Linked DNA regions of Mus musculus: region 1 is linked to region 2. A link is a contact called in public HiChIP or PLAC-seq data. All regions are on one chromosome and are shown on one strand. Each heading gives the region's core, a stretch centred on a gene start, on an enhancer-like site or on the middle of the called end of the contact. The rest is flanking DNA. Distances are from core to core; before and after follow the strand shown.

Evidence for each region. HiChIP or PLAC-seq counts read pairs in DNA pulled down with a chosen protein or histone mark.
Region 1: a contact with region 2 is called in an H3K4me3 HiChIP or PLAC-seq map of bone marrow-derived macrophages, with 5 times the contacts expected there. The contact joins the promoter of Traf5 here to the enhancer-like site in region 2. A contact is called at or near these places in 18 of 39 promoter capture datasets (the 3T3-L1 cell line, 3T3-L1-derived adipocytes, HPC-7-derived erythroid cells and 11 more), 1 of 484 Hi-C or Micro-C datasets (bone marrow-derived macrophages), 10 of 115 datasets of contacts at active chromatin or transcription factors (the SCID.adh cell line, bone marrow-derived macrophages, embryonic basal ganglia and 4 more) and 2 of 9 other capture datasets (embryonic stem cells and pancreatic islet).

The regions. Positions count from the first base shown.
Region 1 is chr1:192,089,846-192,094,885 of GRCm38.p6, forward strand. Traf5 (TNF receptor-associated factor 5) reads right to left here and starts at 2,754. Exons shown (of 14, transcript NM_011633.2): 1 at 2,411-2,754.
Region 2 is chr1:191,873,131-191,878,148 of GRCm38.p6, forward strand. No RefSeq gene overlaps it. Among named protein-coding and RNA genes, the nearest start is that of Slc30a1, 31 kb to the right of the region's middle. Within about 2 kb of position 2,766, at least 42 of the 459 cell types and tissues checked have an H3K27ac peak or open chromatin away from gene starts, as enhancers often do. A contact at or near this core is called in the SCID.adh cell line, bone marrow-derived macrophages, liver and 1 more, where this site is marked.

The DNA of each region.
Region 1 (5,040 bases), core at 1,504-4,003, 220 kb after region 2:
AGTTGCTCTCTGGGCTGTCCCTGACGTGGAGGACCAACCTGCACATCTGGGTACAGGGCACAGCAGCACACGTGCACACTGCATTTGCTAGAGCATCACAGCCAGCTGCCTGCAGATACTAATATGCAAAATATGCTGGGGACTAGAGTTTCTGTCAGGACTAACGAGTATTTTCACTTTTATTTCGAGGTCTGCTACTATTCCACTTCCTCATAAGACAGGGCTTGCCAGAGACCACACATAGGAATTCCTTAAGTACTTTTATCTCAGCAAAGCAATACACCAATGCTGGCCCAATCCTTGGGTGGTGGCAGCAGGTGCCCAGCCCTTGGCATTTTGTTTCTGTCTTATAGAGTGATTCACCTTTCCCTGTCTCTCATGCTGGTAGATATTACACCTGTCACCCCTCCCATTCTGACCAGTCTCTTCAGGAGCACTAGCTCCTGCCCAGAAGAACCCTGGAAGAGCTGCAACCCAGGTGGAGAAAGCACTTAGAGACTGCATCTGTTCCGGTGTCCTCTTCTTCTGGTTTGTTAAGTCTTTAAAACTTCGGCCAGGGGCCAACTCCTCACTGGTTCTCACATCTGTCCAGAGAGTCTTGGCTTCCTCTACTCAACATATACTGGAAAGAACATAGGAGTTGCCTCAGAAGGCTCAGGCTTGGCTGCTGCCCATTCCCTGCTATGAGGTTTTCTGAGTTCTAGCTTGAAATCATGTGGGACCTCTCCCTTCTCTCTGGGAAAGAGAAGCTAGTGTAATGTGATAGGTTATTTATAACCTGCATCTTAATCTGATTCCTGGGATCTAATCAACTCTTACTAACACCCGCCCTCAGTAACTGGGAGGCACACCCCAAATAAACGGAGTGCAGTTCAGCCAACATCTTTTTAGGCTAACCAATGCCAGATTCCAGGCTACCACAAAATCAGACACAGATCCTTCCCCAGTCACTTGGCTGGCTGCGTGGACAGTGTGGCATTGGTTCATACAACGTCAGGGGCAGTTTCCAGCAGAACTTTACCCACATTGCTGGAACAGATGCTCCAGGCACTTAGGGGAATCTGGGTCCTTTTGCTGACCCCTCAGACTAAAGGGGAGGTAGGCAGTTGTGGCTCTCTGAGGAACCAAGCTGACAGTCCTGAAGCAGAAACCTCAGAGTCCCCCGCCTGGCCCAGCAGCAGAGCTCAGGACTGAGTTGACACTAGGTGCTTCCCCTCGACATCTGGGGGATGTGCAAAGCTACCCTGACTCACAAGGGTGTCGTGGGGGACAAAATGAGAGCACATGACATTGAGTGAGGAGCAAATGGACCATAAGGGGCAGCTTCACGTTTAGTGGCTCTTTTTTCTTCAAGGCCCCCCTCAGGAAAGTGGGGATTGTAACTACATAAGGCTGTTTCTCCCCCTAGTCTAACAGGACTGACTCAGAGGCTTTGGCTCCCCAACTTTGCAAGTCACCCTGAGATACCCCAAAAAGGAAAGCTCTTACTCCCAGTGGCTGGGCCCCTATGTCATCCACCCACATCCAGTGGGTTCTCCACTGACGTCGGCCATCCTTGTCCCACACCACCGGCCTTAGCCAGGGACCCTGAGAACGTCACCCTTCTCTGTTGTGGCCCCTTTCCACAGCTAGCCCTACAAGAGACCAGGGAGACTACAGTCCAGAGTCTGGAGACAACCCATTTCCTGAACTCACTACCTTTCCCACCTTCATCTCCCATCCATCTTTCCATCTGTAATTTCTGCCTTTTCTGTTTAAATCAGTTGTCCAAGGTGTCAGGTTTTTATCCAGACTCTCAGTTATGTTAGGATCTCTGGATTGGGGAGGACTCGTTAACCCAGACGTTTGCTGTCTAAAATTATCTCTCACACACCCAGGAAGTTCTATTCTCAGAAATGCTTTAACCAATTTCTTTGCATTTTAAGTATTCCCTAAGACTTTTAAAAAATGTGTATATTCCTGGAAAAGGGAACCGTCCTCTTTGGCCCTAATCTAGTTTTCACACAGCACCTATGCCCGATGTTTATTGCAACAAGCTGGATGCCTTTTTTCACAGGCCATGGAGAGGATTGGGGAGAAGGGAGTCTCTCCTCATTTTACAGACCTTAGCCCACAACTGGACTCCGACGAGCCCCGCGCCTGCCGCAGCGAGATAAACAGAGTTCTCACGAAAGTAAAATAGCCAAATATGGAAAGTCAGCAGACAGAGTGGAGAGGCTGAGGAAGAAAGAAGCCAACCAGAATGGCCCAGAGGGATCCGCAACAAAAGTCCTCAGAACTGTCCTCAGAACTGTAACACCTCACAGTTGGGTGGCAAGGGGGTCAAGCAGTGGTGTGAGGACTGTCTCCGTCCAACCTGCGGTGGGTGCTCACCTCTAGGCGCCCGGGTCTGCTGAAATCTGGAACTCACCTTCTGCAGAGTCGGGTTCTGTTTCCAATCGAGCACGCGCTATAGCACCGGCGCAGGCTCGAGACCCTGGCATTAAGCTCACGTTAACGGGCTGTGCTCACAAGTCTTGCAAAAGTGCCCTCGGCCGGGCGCGGGTGTCCCGCGTCGCCTCAGTTCGCCCGCTACCACACACGCCTCCGGCTCACCACCCTGAGTTGCTTTCGGTTTCTGAGGAGCCGGGACGGTTAGCTCACCCGGACTTCGCCACTTGCGGGGCTCGCGGAGCTCCGCTGGCGCCCTACGGCGGCGGGCACTAGGCTGCTTCGCCTCAGCAGCGGGTTAGGCCAGCTCCAGCGGCGGGCTCCGGGAGGGGCGGGGCTGACGATGGGGGTGTGGTCAGGGTGCCCAAGAGGCAGGGCTGAAGGTGGAGGCGTGGTTATGTCTCCCGAGAGGCAGGGCCGAGGATGGGGGCGTGGTCATGGCGCCCAAGCGGCGGGGCGTGAGGCTTCTGACAGCGGCCAGAAACTCACCTGAGCTGGGCGAAGTATCCCTCTAGATGCTGGGAATCACCCAGACCCTAGAAGCCTAGGCTTCTCTTTCTAGAAACATTAGTATCTTGTGCGCCTTTGAATTGTATATATTTTGCTCTTCAATCAGCCTCCCTCCGACCCCCCAAACCTATTTATTCTTTGAGTAGACACGTTTGCTCAAGATCAGAGATCTGGCTCAAATCACTTCTTCCCTGAACTTGCTGCAGTCCAGTACAAATCTGCCAGTCCTCGTTCTGCTGTTAGCGTAACGTTGACAGTCTCTCTGATGTTCTGTTGTCAAAAGCGTCCCAGTTAGTTCTCCTGGTCTTCAGAGCCACCTGGTGGAGGGTGCCTGAACTATGAGCGTTCTATCTGCGGTCTAGAGAGAACTGAGTGGACCTACCCAAGGCTAGAGCTTGAATTCTTGCCTCCCAAATCCTAGCACAGAGTTGTTACAGTGTATTCGCTCTACAGGTCCACAGTAATTGCAGCCTGTATGAACGAAGTGAACTAGCATCTCAAATCTAACCTCTTCCAAGTCAGACAAACGCGGGAAATACTTAGCTGTCTTGAGCATCAAATGTTCATCACGGAGAGAAGAGAGTACTAGGGCCCTTGCAGTGGACACAGGTATGCATTGGAGCTGGGCAACAGCTGGGAGCGGATGTGGGATCTGGTGGAATAGTCAACAGGATCCCAACACCCAGGTGCAACTCTTTGGTTATCGAGATTAAACCCTCCCGTGGGCATGCTTTGGCCCTCTGGACCAGATTACTCTTGTGAGAACTGAAAGAGACTGAGCCTAAGTCCTCTCCTTCCCTAACCCTCCCAACAATACATCTATTTACCTTACTTTCCACCTTCTTTCACATGACTGCAAGGTGACAGGACCCTATGGATTTAGACACCATAGGAAACAGGCAATATAGACTGGAAAGACCATGTCTGAAATGACTAATGTAGCTATGGTTCTGAAAGAAGCAATCTGTTCTAAATATGAGACCCAAGGTCTTGGTATGATGAAGTCCAAAACTGGGATAGGATAAGTTCTTATTGTGTTCCAAATGGTGGCCACCGGACTCACAGACAGAAGTCTAAATGAGAATAGATAGGACTTTTTTGGTGGGATTGGAGAAGTGTGGTCTCGTACATTTAAATTTTTTTAATTATTTTTTATTTTGCTTGCTTGCATGTCTGTGTACCACGTGTATTCCTGGTGTTTGTGGAGACCAGAAGAGAGACCTGGAGTCACAGACAGTTATTAAGCTTCACATAAATGTTGGGAGTTGAACTCAAGTCCTCTGGAAGAGTAGCCAGTGCTCTTAGTGTTAATATCAGAGTAGTCAGAAGTGAAGGATATGTTCCCAGCTTGTGGTGTTGATCCCAGAGTCAGTCTCTTGTAGCCTAGGCTGGTTCACATTTGCTATGCAGCTGAGGCTCATTCAAACTACTAGCCTTCTTCCCCCATCTCCTGAACACTGTGATTACAGGCGTACACCGTCACATCCAATTTTCTACGTAATCATGTTTTATTTTTCTCATGTACCTTCAAGAAAGTTTATGTTTTGTTTTGCTTTGTTTTGAGACAAGAGAAGATGTCTCTGCAGGTGTCAAATCAGGCATGAAGACAGGGCCAGATTTGAGCATTATTTCAATATTTTGAAAGTATTCATTATTTCCATATACTATTTAATAGTAAACTGATTTACTAGTCCTTAAACTAGAGTCACTTATAAAGAGAAGGATGGCATGATACACAAACTCTTTCTTCAGAAGGAAAGGGCAAATATATGATTCTTCAGGACACTCTACCTACCACCAGTGGTTTAACTGGTTGGTGTGACTGGGCAGTCTGATGAAGAGGGAAGGCTGCCACCTGTTGGTCGAATGCATTATTTCCCTCAGTTTATACAACAAGACTGATGAAGTCATGTGTTAGTTGAGGACAAAAAGCATAATTCCAGGGCAGGTAGGCAGAAGCTGGACAGGGCAAAGGCTGTCCCAGGGCCTGCAGACGCCATTAAGATGAACAAATGTGCTGTGGTGATGGGGAAAGACGGAAGAGCAGAGCACTGTGCGCTATGAGGAGAGGCAGAGCTAGAGCCGAGAAGAGGGAGAGGC
Region 2 (5,018 bases), core at 1,516-4,015:
AGGGCTTGGAGAACTCCTCTGGACAGTTCTGAGTGGGACGCTTTATCTTTAGAGAACTTTGGATTCTTGCACAGGAGACAGCCATATATCACCAACTTCTCAGGAGAGTTCCTCCAATGACTTACTCATTCAACAGTGTGTGTATGTGTGTGTGTGTGTGTGTGTGTGTGTGTGTGTGTGTGTGTGTGTATGTGTGTGTGTACGTGTGTACACATATGTGACCCAGTCCATGAGTCATTCAACAGGGTCTGCAAGAGAGAAAGTGGGGACTGAGGGGCAAGAGACTTGAAGAATGGAGACAAGACAGGCTATCTGATCAAGGATCAAGTCTTAAGTCAAGTTGGAAGGCAACTATGGGTATATAAGTACAAGCTGGGGAATGCAGCTGGAGACACTTAACCATAGGTCCAGGATATATAGGAGAAAACCAAGATGTTATCAGAGTGTGTTCAGCTGTGGTGGGCTTCTTGCAAAAACATCATGCTAGGAAAACAAGTTTCTTGTCAGGGTGAAAAAGTACCACCTGTAAGTAACTAGCCCGAGATAGCTGCAGATATGATAGCCACTTTCTGCTAAGAGTCCGCTCCCAACACATATGTGTGTGCATGTGGTTGCCAGAAGAATTCTTCAGGGGTTTTCTTCAGGAATTATCCACTTTGGGTTGTTTGTTTGTTTGTTTGAGACAGGATCTCTCTGTGTAACCCTGGCTGTCCTGGAATTCCCTCTGTAGACCATGCTGGCCTTAAACTCACAGAGATCCACCTGCCTCTGCCTCTCGAGTGCTGAGTGGGATTAGAGATCTGCCCTCCACCACCTGGCCTCCCCCCCACACACACACACACTATTTTTCTTTGTGTACATGCATGTGCACGTGTGTGGGCTTGTGCTTTCCATGGCACCCGTGTGGACGTCAGAGGACAACTTGCAAGAGTCAGTTCTCTGTCTACCACGTGGGTCACAGGGATTGGTCTTGGGTTATCAGGCTCTTACCTTTACTTGCTGAGCTATCTCATGGACCCCACCTTGGTTTTTGAGACAAGGTCTCTCATTGGCCTGCAGCCCACCAAGTAGGCTGGTCTGGCTAAGGAGCCAAGTCCCAGAGATCTGCCTCTTGCCATCTTCCCAGCTGTTACAAGGGACTCTTATGCAGGTGGGAGGGCCTGACCAGCAAGCCCTCTGCTCCAGCCTTCTCCCCAGCCCCAGGAGGGTCTGACTATTCCAGCCTCAGCGAGCAAGGGACAGAGACTGTGCTCTTGAGCGTTCTCTCTCTCTCACAGGAAGCAGGGAGCAGATAGGTTAATATTTACAATTTGATGTGAGTGAGACAGAAGAGCCCTGGGAAGATAAAGCTGAGGAGAGCAGGGCAGGGCAGGGCTGGTCAATGTTAGTGGCTGGGGAACAGGATCAAGAAAGCTTAGCTGGTAATAAAACATGCCTGACTCTCAGTGATCCCTTACAGCATCTTAGGAATCAGAGGTTCAGATGCTTGCTGGGGGCTCCCGTGTGTGCGCCACGCCCTCCGGAGAGATGACTGCTCCCTTTGTCTGGCAGTGAGCCACAGAACGTTTGTGTTGTGGTAAGGATGAGCCAGGTGTGGTCATCTTTGAAGCCACTCTGGCCAAACACACGGCAATCAGCAAGCTTCGCCTATGTGGCCACAGGCTTGGTTACAGCGATATACCTACCCCTCAGCTCCTCAACTTACTCTCCTGACTCGTCCCTTCCTAGGAGGATTAAGGCACAGGGTCCTTCTTGGCACTGGGCCACCATGACCTGAATCAGGGTCCACAAGTCGGATCCAGTCCAAGGGAAGCAGAAGTTGGGGCAGGCCTAAGCAGAGGTATGGCTGCCTTGGCCCTTCTGAGCCTCTGTTCTCTCTTTTGTAAAATAGACGTCTTCAACTACATTAAAGAACCTGCAGAATCCTCCGGGTACAGGTAGACACTTGACAAGGAGACGGTGGCTGGGGCTCTTGAGCAGGAAGCTTACTCTAATCCCTGTCAGCTCCGACTCTTCATCTGTAAAGCATGAATCAAAGCACTGGCCTCTTGGGCTTGCTGTGAGCATGAGATAATACAGGTAAACCTCCTGGCACAGGGCCCGGGGCTTGATAACGTGTACCCAACAGACATTGGGAGGACTTCCTGTGCCGCTTAGCTTTCACAAGCTAGAGTCATCTGGGAAGAGAGAATCTCAATGAAGGAAATATCTCTCTTAGATTGGCTTGTTGGGTAGTTATAGGGTGTCTTCTTGATTAATGGTTGATTGTTGTGGGACGGCCCAGTCTATTGTGGGAGGTGCCACCCCTGGGCAGGTGGTTCTGGGTTATAGATGAAAGCAGGCTGAGCAAGTCATGAGATTAAGTCAGTAATGGGCGTCCTCTATGATCTCTGCTGCAGTCCTTGACTGGGCTCTTCTGAATGATGAACTATACAAGCTGGAAGCTTAAATAAACTCTTTCCTCCCCAAGTAGCTTGTAGTATCACAGCAGTATACAGAGCACGGAACTGCATGCCGGGAGTTAGGACCAGCAAACATGCTCGTGCCTTAGGAGAAGCAGCTCTCAGGCTTAGTGAACAGGACAAGGATACGGGAAGTGGGAGGGGCTTTCTAGAGGTTTTTGCAGCTTCAAGGTCTAGTTTTGGAAAATGGAATTTGCAATCCGGGAGTGGATGCACCAGCGGGATGGTCACAGGCTCAGAGGACAGTGGTGGCACCAAGTAGAGGTTACCCACAAATGCGGTCTCACGGTCTCACTTCTGCTGTGAGCGGTTCCATCTGCTGACTCATCCTCACACAGCTTGACCCAGGAAGTAAGGGCTGCATGGGACCTGTTCACAGCCTTGTCTCGGGTATTCAACCAGACTCTTCCCTGGGTAGCCTGAATGTGAGCCTAATGCCCTAAGCTTCATCCTTCTTGACCCCTGTCGACCAGCTGGCTCCTTTCACAGACAGCAAGCAGTACTTCTGGGCATTGACTTATGATGTAAATATCTGATATGCAGGATGCCTGAATGTGACCCCCATAAAAAGGCTGTTTGACCCTCAAAGAGGTTGCAACCCACGGGTTGGGAACCACTGAACTAGAACCTAAGAGGTTCTGAACTTCTAGATTTGTTGAGCTTTCAAAATAGCAGCCTGTTAGCTTTGGGTAGAGGGCAAGGGGTCTTTCTGTGGTGCTCCTAGAGGGAAGCCATGAGATCCCCAGCCTGCAGCTTCTCAGGGGATGCAAAACACCCTCCCCTCCTGAAAATGTCCCAAAGCTCAGAAAGAACAAAGGTACCCAGAGGGGCAGGAAACTTATGCAGAAACATGCTGTTTGCTTCTGAAGTGTCTCTGTCAGCCTGGGGCTCTGCACACCACCAAGCAAAAGTGGTGCCCAGCTGACAGACAGTGGAGAAGGCAGCAGCACTGTGTGTGGCAGGGACACTGTGGCTGCTTCACTGACCATACAGCCCCTCACAGAGCCACTGAAGCAGGCTTGAAGAGATGAGATCAAGGCTTGATCGGAGATTTGGGGAATAGCTATGTTCTCCTTGTGAGTGTCTGAGTGTGTGTGTGTGTGTCTGTCTTTCGGTGTGTGTGAGTGTGTGCCTGTGTGTGTGTAAGTCTGTGTGTGTGTGAGTGTCTGTCTCTTGGTGTGTGTGTGTGAGTCTGTGTGAGTCCGTGTGTTTGTGAACCTGTGTGAGTCTGTGTGTAAGTGTGTGCCTGGGTGTGTGTGTGTGTCTGTCTGTTGGTGTGTGTGTGAGTGTGTGAGTGTATGGAGTCTGTATGTGTCTATCTGTCGGTGTGTGGGTGTGCCTGTGTGTGTGAGTGTGTGAGTCCGTGTGTGAGTGTATGAGTGTATGTGTGAGTGTATGAGTCTGTGTGTGTGTGTGCCTGTGTGTGTGAGTGTGTGAGTCTGTGTGAGTGTATGAGTCTGTGTGTGTGAGTGTATGCCTGGTTGTGAGTGTGTGAGAGTGTATGTGTCTGTGTGTGTGTGTGTGAGCCTGTGTATGTGAGTCTGTGTGTGTGTTAGTGTGTGTGAGTGTGAGCCTGTGTGTGTGAGTCTGTGTGAGTGTATGAGTCTGTGTGTGTGAGTGTATGCCTGGTTGTGAGTGTGTGAGAGTGTGTGTATCTGTGTGTGTGTGTGAGAGCCTGTGTGTGTGAGTCTGTGTGTGTGTGTTAGTGTGTGTGAGTCTGTGTGTGTGTGAATGCATGTACATGTGACTGCCTATGAAAGCCAAACATCAGCCTTGGGTGTTGTTCTTCAGGTGCCTCTACAACATTTTTGAGATGGGTTCTCTCTCTCTCAGGCCAGAACTGGCCAAGTAGGCCAGCCTGGATAGCTACTTAGCTCTCCTCCCAGAATCCATCTGTCTTACTGATGCCAAGATTACAAGTGTATGCCTTCATGAGTGTGCACCCCTGATGGGCACAAGCGTACACTGTCACATGTGTGCACCATCTAATGTGGCTTTCCAAAATGGAGTTCTTGGGCTCAAATTTGGGTCCCCATGTTCATGTGCTCTGCACTTTATGGGTTCGCTTTCATCCCAGCTCTAGTGTGGGTGATGAACGTGCAGCAGTTAGTTTAGTGTAACACCTAGACGGGCATCCCCTATGGGCCTCAGTGTTAGACAAGGCGAGTTCTCAGGTCCTGTGGACCTGCTTAGTCGATGTCAGTCTGTCGCAGGAGAAGGAGCCTTAGCTGGCTCTGGTTGTGGTGTCGCTGTTGACCTGAGAAGCAGGCAGAGGTTAATGACCTAGCTGTTCCACGGGAGTAACCCCTGACACCGTTCAAGGCTGGCCGGTTTGGCTGCCGCAGGGTTCAACAAGCAGCTGTGGTGGGGAGAAAGGAGAGAGAGCTGGGGTCTTTCTCCTCAGAAGCACCTCCCCTTTCATTAAACAGAATTTTCTTGCAGCCTTCCCATTGCCTCACTGGGGTGGGGGGTGGGGGTGGGGGCTCCCTGGTTGGTTTTTCCAGCCTGAGACATGCCTTCCACTATTAGGCATCATCAGCTGAATCTCTGCTTCCT